2 separate regions of the Rattus norvegicus genome follow, and region 1 is linked to region 2. The links are chromatin contacts, called in public Hi-C maps. All regions are on one chromosome and are shown on one strand. Each heading gives the region's core, a stretch centred on a gene start, on an enhancer-like site or on the middle of the called end of the contact. The rest is flanking DNA. Distances are from core to core; before and after follow the strand shown. Region 1 overlaps Tnrc6a (trinucleotide repeat containing adaptor 6A). Region 2 holds the start of Tnrc6a (trinucleotide repeat containing adaptor 6A).

Evidence for each region. Hi-C and Micro-C count contacts between places; a contact is called where the count stands out from the background.
Region 1: a contact with region 2 is called in a Hi-C map of psoas muscle, with 1.6 times the contacts expected there. The contact joins the enhancer-like site here to the promoter of Tnrc6a in region 2. A contact is called at or near these places in 2 of 12 Hi-C or Micro-C datasets (liver and psoas muscle).

What each region holds. Positions count from the first base shown.
Region 1 is chr1:187,123,017-187,127,403 of GRCr8, reverse strand. Tnrc6a (trinucleotide repeat containing adaptor 6A) reads right to left here. Exons shown (of 25, transcript NM_001395157.1): 6 at 3,355-4,387; 7 at 1,927-2,103; 8 at 1,006-1,181. Among named protein-coding and RNA genes, the nearest start is that of Tnrc6a, 48 kb to the right of the region's middle. Within about 2 kb of position 2,988, at least 1 of the 93 cell types and tissues checked has an H3K27ac peak or open chromatin away from gene starts, as enhancers often do.
Region 2 is chr1:187,075,337-187,079,773 of GRCr8, reverse strand. Tnrc6a (trinucleotide repeat containing adaptor 6A) reads right to left here and starts at 2,230. Exons shown (of 25, transcript NM_001395157.1): 1 at 2,071-2,230; 2 at 1,698-1,745. The coding sequence starts at 2,075.

The sequences.
Region 1 (4,387 bases), core at 1,739-4,238, 47 kb before region 2:
TGTATCACTTACTACTTATGCAACTTTGGGCCAGTCACCACCTTCTCCAGTCTCAACTTCCTCCTCAGTAGCGTATCTCAGAAGGTTATGAGGATCAAATGATTCATGTAAAACATGTACAAGCATGTCATAAGCTACATGGCCAGGCATCAATAGGCAAATCCAGCCAAATGGAAGAAATTATAAAATGAAAATGGCAGGTCCTAGACTTTGAATCCCAGGATTAAAACGGACCAACCTTGGCTTTGAGTTAGGCCAAGTACCCACCAAATATATGACTTTTCAAGGGCCTCAAAAGGTAATCATTCTCAAATAGGGTGATGAGGACAGTTTGAAGTTGCTTGTGAGACTGGGCACCTATTTTAAAAGAAAGATGTCCCCAGGAGAATCTACCTCCAGCCCCCAGGCCCAAATATTACTACTTCCCAGGACCCAGTGGTTCCTGAACCTGGCTCAACATCAGACATATTCGTTGAGCTGCTGCAATTTCCAAAACTTGAGAAGACCTTAGGGTATAGCAGACTATGTTTTTAACAAGTGCAACCCATTTCTCATGTAAAGCCGGGTATGGAAACCCTTCCTAGGGATTTTCATCACAGGACCTTGGGGATGAGAAAGGGACAATGATGGTTAGTGAATAAACAGAATGGTGACTCTGGGTGAGGAGGTTAATGGATGATGGAGATGGACTGGCAGTGAAATGGAAAGTCAACATGGATTTGCCCTTCTCTTCATCCTCACCACTGCTGGCACCACGTGGGGCTTGTTGCCCCAGGCAGTACTGGTGGAGCTGAGGAGTAGAGAAATCCTGAGCTGTAGCAGTGGGGAGAAAGGAAGTTCCCATGGTCTGTTTTTCTAGGTAGCTGCCCATTCAAGAGGCTATACCTAAATTGGGGGCTGCCTGGACTGTACTGACTGCCATAAACGGGCAGATAGATTAATTTTCTGTGGGTAAACTACCTTGGAGATTTGAAGTTGCAAGAGCAAAGCTCTTGAAATGTTTACCTTGGATGACATTTTCTTGGTATATGGTGGCCAGTTTAAGGATGAGTTAAGCTCTTGAGATGAGCTACTGTTCCACATCCCAATCTCTACATCCTCCTCCTCTTCCCAGCCAGTGGGGCGACTTCCAGGCAATGGCGTGTCCTCACCACACCAGCCATCTTGCATAGATTTGGGTCCTGATTTGTAGATTTATGATACAAAGGCGAACAGAATTTATGAAAAAAATTCTCCAAGAGTCAGGCATGTTTCAAAGTACAGAGACATAGGAGCTAAACCATACACATCTTTACTTCTCAAATGCATGTAACAGAAAAGGTGCTTTTTGACTATATTCAAAGACACTGGAAAGAACTTATTTAAACATCCAATGAAACTTTCCATGTCTTCATAAATCTTAGGATTTCTAATCATGAGCAATAGTGGTTTCTTATGCATACCTACTTGGTTTTTTAAAATGATACAAAGAACAGAGGGTGAATGAGGTGGAAAAGACAATTGTCTATACTATTATTCTCTACAAGGCTGTTCAAAGGGTACTGAAGCCACAGTAGAACAAACATCTATCTCTACACACACAGGCCTTGGGGCTCCCATAATGTGTCCTGAGCCCAACATGGTAGAGGAACAATATTCATGTACATTTCAGGGTCCTTCCCTTCTAAGATTTGATGGTTTGGACACGTGTCTCACATTATATTATCTAGTCTCTCAAGCTGAATGGCATAAAAGCTGCTACATTCAGTTTTAAATAATCAAACAAAAGAATTTAGATTTAGTGGAGGATATGTAAATTATTCTTAGTTACTTTTGAGAAATACATCAGTAGTGACAATTTAGAAGCACTAGCCCATTTTTTAAATGTAGTTCATGAGTTTATCATCAGCACTACAAAATGGCTGCTAACAATCACAGATGACTTACCAGATTTGCTTAATGATTGTGGACCAACAGAGTTGGAGCCCCACGTGGATGCACTGGATGCTGCAGTAATGGGTTCTCCCCAGCTGGGACCACTGTCTATGGGCTTGCCCCAGGCTGAAGTACCATTATCCACAGTCGTGGCTGGAGTAGAAGGCTCTGCCCAAGGCTCACCCCAGCCTTTAGAAAGCATGGGAAAAAAAGTCATCAGCATAGACATTAGGAAACACCTTAAATAAAGGACACAAGGAAGAGGACTTGGGAAGCGAGATGAAGAATTTCACATCACACAACTGAAAAATGATGCTGTGACAAGCAAGAGGCATATTTTGTGAAGAACACAAATTATTCTGCATTAATATAACTGTATAACGTTTTAACCTTTTCTTTCAAAACTGCCATCTGGTGTAAGAGGAGACTCTTTTGAATAATTTAATATAGCAAATCATCTTCCTAAAAACGTCAGGTTCTTCTGAACCAAAGCTTGAGACCTGAGGCAGGTGCAGTGTAAAGTTACACTAATTACATTTTACTGAAAGGACACTCTTCCCATAGCACTGTAGTGGACAACAACTGACTATGACTACCATCAAGTAAACAGCCAGCCTACCTTATACACACGGGAAAAGAGGTCTACACTTTCCCTAAGAGTTAAACATAAATCAATAGAATAGGCTTGTATTTCAAAACAAAACAAAAACCCCACAAAATTAGGCACTAAAAGAAGAATTCCTGAAAACATTACCAGCTCTCTAACCAATGCAGCGTTACTCAATAAAACTCCCATTAACGGGGTTGGGGATTTAGCTCAGTGGTAGAGCGCTTGCCTAGGAAGCGCAAGGCCCTGGGTTCGGTCCCCAGCTCCGAAAAAAAGAACCAAAAAAAAAAAAACAAAAACAAAAAACCTCCCCATTAACAAAGGCATTGTGGGCCTGTCACATTTACAAAATGTTGCCCTATCAATTTACAGAGAAAAGACTTTGCTCAGTACAGGAGAGGAAAGGTCGAGCATACTAGAAAGCAGTGCAATGCTTCAGATGCACACACTGTATCCAGTTATCTGAGTAGATGCTGACTTCATGCCTCATTTAGGAAACCCACTAAGGTCAAACATAATATCAAATATCCAGAGTACTGTACTCAGGCACTTGGCTTTATTGTACTTCAATAGTGAAACCACATTATTAAGGCTTGGTTAAGAATACCTAAATAAGTACGTAACTCTGCCACTCAGTCCCTTCTACTACATTCCTAACAGAATAGGGCAACACTCCCAAGACAGAGCTGTTGCCTGGTAGACTTCACCTCTAGGTCACAGCTGAAAGGCCTTGATGTGCACGCTCAAGAACTGTGATACACAAATCTTATGACTGCATGTCAACACAAAGCTTGCTTCCACAATACCACTGCACTCCACATAGGAACGCTTACCAGAGCCACTGCTGGTCTCCTTGCTTGAGATGGCACTTGCAGCCGGCAACAACCGGTGCATCTGTGCTTGCTGGTCTGAGCGGCTGCTGCCTTCTGGGATGTTTTTATTCCACATGTTCACATTTTTGTAGTTGTATTTGCTTGGATCTCCCCAAGCTGAAGTTCCATCATCGATCTCCATTTTTCGTCGTATAGACTCTGGGGATGGTTCCTCCCAGCCTGTGGGTTCTTCCTCCTTTGCTGGAGCAGGAATAGGTCCCCCAAGCCAGCCTGTACCAGGAGGCTTGCTGGTGGCTGGTGGGATTCCCCACGATCCAACAATGTCTTGTTGCTTGTTCCAATCTGGAGAACTAACTGGTTTTGATGAATCTCCCCAACCTAGGGACTGATTACACTTTGGAGGGTCTCCCCATCCCTGGGAAGAGTTAGGTTTAGAAGATTCATCCCATCCTGATGAGTTATTTGGATTTATATTATTTCCCCAAGTAAAAGAACTAGTTTTACCAAGTTCGTTCCAACCAGAAATGGACCTGTCGCTGTCACTGCCTCCTGAGCTGGATTTCTTATTAGCCTCACCCCAATGGTTACTCCTGGAAGATTCTCCCCAGTTATCACTGGCAGAAACGGACCAACCTTGGCTTGACTTTTGTCCATCGCCCCAGCCTTGTTTGTTCTTTTGCGAATCATTCCATGCAGACTTGTCTTCTTTGCAATGCCCCCACTGATTGCTCTTGATCATTCCTGTAGCAGCAGAATCATCTTCCCACCCCCCCTGGCAGTTTGAGCCTTTGGAATCTCCCCACCTCAGAGTAGGTTTGGGATCACCCCACCCTGATACAGATGAGGTATCATTACTATTAGGGCTAGTCTTATCTGTACATGCCCCTGAGTTAAAAGTCTGTGTTGCAGAGCTTCCCCAGGCCTCTGTCCCATTGTCAGTCTTTCTTTCCCCTCTTGGTGATGTCTCTGTATCCCAGGCAGTATTCTGCTTAATAGGAGTCTGTCCCCACCCAGAATTGGATAGGACACGTGG
Region 2 (4,437 bases), core at 981-3,480:
TGGACACTGACAGCATTTGATCTCTTTTTATGTAACCCAAGGGGGTCTAACAGACCTTTGTAATTAAGATGGCCCCAGCCTCTTATTTCATAGATTAGACAGAGGCTAAGTGACCTGCCAAGAGTCAAGGTCATTTTAAGTGGCAGAGCTGGAATTCAAACAAGGCCAAGAGAAGAATTCTGCCCAATCATAATGAAGTGGAAAATCATGCTTGTGTTACAATGTTTACCTAAATTCTAGGTACCCTCACAGAAACAAGACCTGTGCAGCGGCCTAGTCCCCCCCCCCAAAAAAAAAAACTGAAACAAGAAAAATATCTAAAACCTACACTATTACTAAAATTACATCTCAATAATGCAATCTACTTTGTTCAGTTATGTATCTTATTCTTTCTTTCCTGCTTTTCACAACATAACTTGTTTAAACATCCAGCTGACATTTAGCCACTGATATCAGCTCTTAAAGTCCCTTTAAATGATTCCAAAATTATTTAGTTTCAGAAAACCCCTTACTGAGTAAGCTAATACTGTTTCTTTGCCAAGAGAACAGATTCTTGAACAGTCACCCCAACAGATTAACATTTATAAAATCAAAAGCCAGAAATTTGAAACAATTCTACATGGTGAAAAATACTTGTACAATTACAAGTGTGCTAATAACCCCAACATAAACTTAGAACTTCCAATAAGCAAATGTAAGCCACATTAAGACCTAAAACAAATGAAGTTTTATGTATTAATCTCAAAGTTTCTGAGTGTCCAAATATGATGCAACAGAAAAAAGCAAATAGGAAAGGAAAAGTCTGTTTTAAATGTGGATCTGAAAACAAGTACAGTACAATTCAATGATATTGAAGTAATTACGGCTCAATAAAACTAAACGTCTTCCAGAAACACATTATTTGGGAGTAGAGGACAAACAAACAACAACAACAACAACAAAAAATCAACCAAACAAAAAACCCACTTCTCTTTTGAGGTAGTATTTGATGCTTAAGTTACCAGTGCAAAAGCACTCAGGCCCAACAGAAGTGATAATCACTTACTGGGAACAATTGTTAATTACTTTCCCAGCTGATAAAAAGAGCACACACTGAACATAGACTAAAATGTAGTTTCAAAGGAAAACAAAACGCAGTTTATACTTCATGAAGTTCAAGGACAAAACTGTTTCCAAAGCAACAGAATCCGCCTGACTACAATGTGCAGAGACAGGGAAGAAAAAAATGCGAACACATAGTATCTTTTTATAAAGGCAACAATTTAGCTACAAAGTAATAACGGGGAAGCCAAAACAGTTTGACAGCCCGCCATAAGGGCCGCCTCAATCATGAGTCACACAATGCCTGCAACCATTTACAATAGTAATTAATGCACAAGTCCCCTAATTAAATTCTAAAAGGGTGAGAATGCTTTAACTAAGTTTACAAGAACTGCCTTTTGCTTTTCTTTTTAAGAACGAACACACTCGTAATTACGCGTCTCCCTGCAATGCCCCCCCCCATGCAATATTCCCTGAGGCCGTTTCTCCGGAATGTCTGTTCCCTGAGTGCGAAAGCAAATGACACGGGGTTGGGGGGTGGGGATGGGGATGGGGTGGGAGTGGAGGTGGGGGGGTCCGTAAACCCAGGAAGAGCGAAGCAGAGTGGAAACACGCGATTATAAAGGGGCGGGAGACTGAAGGCTCGCCCATCTTACCTGCTAAGATTTCTCTCTACGTCTTTGGTAGCTTTAGCTTCCAACTCTCTGAAATAGCAAACAAAAACAAACAAAAAAAAAAAACGGGGGGAGGGGATGCGCGTGAAAACGGAGCTGCTGCGGCAGAGCGCCCGCGCGGTGGGGGAGGGGCGGGGCTGCGGGCTGCAGCGCTGCGGGCCGCCGAGCCCAGGGCGGCGGAGCCCAGAGCTGTAACCCGCGCGGTACCGAAGCTTCCCGGACCGCCCGTGACTCCCGCCCAGGCCCGCGCCCTCGGGGACTGCCCCGCGCCGCCGCCCATCAGCCCGAAGGGTCCTGCGGCAGCGCTGTAGGCTGGCTCCTGGCCCCGAGTGAGCCTCCCCTCCGGTCCTCTCACCTCATGTGTGTAAAGTGCACTAGCGCGTGGGGCGCGGGGAACGAGGCTCGCGAGCCTCAAGCCCTCCGCAGCGCCGCGGGGACAGGCCCGAGCCGCTGCACCAGCGCCATTTTCTACACCGTCCCGCTGCCGCCGCCGCCGCCGCCACCGCTGCCGCCGCAGGCCCCAGACCGGAAGTGAATGCCCCACTCGCAACCCCTTCCGGGGGCGCCGTGGCCCCGGGGGCCCCCAAGATGGAGGCCCTAGCAACTAGGCCTACTGGACAAGGCAGGCACTTGGCAACTGTCTGACGCGGCCGGGACCTTGCCGGAGCTGCCGGGGAACTCCGAGATTCCCCACGAGCGGCTTTGGGGCCTGGCAAGAGCGGGGCGCAGCCTTTCTCGCCGAAGCTATCTCGGGCTTGACTCCGACCATCCCCTCCTCCTCCTTTACTGCGACACAAGTTTCCTTCCCCTCTGCCCGGCCCCTCCCTTACAGAAACACTCCTTAAAAAAAAAAAAAAAAAAAAAAATCCAGCAAACCGCAAATTCCACCCCTGCCGCGGCCAGACTAGCCCGCGCCGTTTTTTAAATTCACCCACATCTAATTACTTTTGACCTTCAGCCAGATTATTTAACCTCTCTATTTGTGCCTCTTCTCAGGTGAAGAATGAATACCAGAGGCTTCGAAACGATTTTGTGCCTCAAAATTTTACACACCCTTGACTCAGCAATTCCACTTGCACGAATTTCTGCTCAAGAAATAACCGTTTGGGGTATCACTTTTAAGAACTTCACAATCGAGATATTAACTCGAAGCACTAAAAAGATTGAAAAACTAACTGCAACCAGCTACCAAGTCCAACGTTATGAGGTGGCATTCAACGCAACTACTTGCGGTGCCTGGGGTGTTGGTTACAATAAAAGGATGAAAATGCAGATGCCATACTAGTTCTCAGAAAAACATGTGAACACCCAAACATGCTTATATTTGTGGACACTGTAAGATACATCTCTGTAGATAAAATATGTAAATCCACATGGAGATAAGATACAGCAATATAATATGTGAAAATACAATTATTACAACTACTTTCTAAAATTACAGTGTAGACACATACCTGAAAGAAAACAGTAAGATACATACCTAAAGGTTGATGCAGCAATATAATACATTAAGACATAGTTATTATAATGCACATGGGTGTGTAAATATTCAATGCATAAATATAATATCTGCATAAATCTGCATATAATCTGCAAAAAATTTCTTCTCTACCTAAAATCTACTCCCCTTTACTTTCTCAAACTCACTCGGCAGACTACTTCCTTTTGCTCTTTTCTATTCTAAGTCCTTTAACTGGTTTAAACCTGCTCCAGTCTCTCCTATGAAACAAGCTCTGTGATTGTCTGGCTCTGCTCTGAGAGGTGTGTTGTGGTAAATAAGTTAATGAATGGATGAATGCCCAGAAAGGAATTAACCAACGTGTTAACTTCTGTTTCGCATTTTTCTTCTTTTAATGTTCTTAATTTTATGAACCTATAAACATTTTTTGGAAAAAAATTACAAGTTGTAAAATGAAGAATACTAAATAAATGCTAGTAATTTTTACATTTTAATGTTTTTGTTTTTGTTTTTGAGATGGGGTCTACTCTATAGTCTTGGCTAGCCTAGAACTCTCTATGTAGGCCAGACTGGACTCAAACACAGAAATCTGCCTGCTTCTGTCTCCTGGGTGCTAGTGCTCTACAATATCAATCTATCTATCTATCTATCTATCTATCTATCTATCTATCTATCTCTACATATACACACACAGAAAGGCAGAGAGAGAAAGAGAGAGAGAGAGAGAAGAGCCCTTCAATTTTAAATAGGCCAAATCCCAGTTAGGTTCTTTGTTAAATTGATACAAACTGGAGTCATCTGGGAAAAGGAACTCCAATAGAGAAAATGCCCCCATAGAATTGCCTATAGATAACATTATAGGCATTTTCTTGATTAGTAATTGATGTGGAAGGCCCCAGCTCATTGGGGGTAGTACCAACCCTGGGCAGGCTATCCCAGGTTGTATGAGAAAGCATGCTACAAGTCATGGTGAGCAAGCCAGTAAATAGCATACTCCTCTATGTCTCTGCTTTAGTTTCTGCCTCTAGGTTCTTCCTGGAATTCCTGCTCTGATTTCCCTGTATGGCGGACTATAAACCATAAGCTGATAAACTCTCCTCCCCAAGCTGCTCGTCAATATAGTGTTCATCACAATAGAAGACAAGCTAAGATAGGACCTTCCCGTCGCCTTTGTTTCTGTCAGTTCCTGTGATTACCTCAACACCCATCTTCTCCATTCTCTCTCCCTTGCCTTACCAAGAAGGTTAAGTGACTAGACTAATT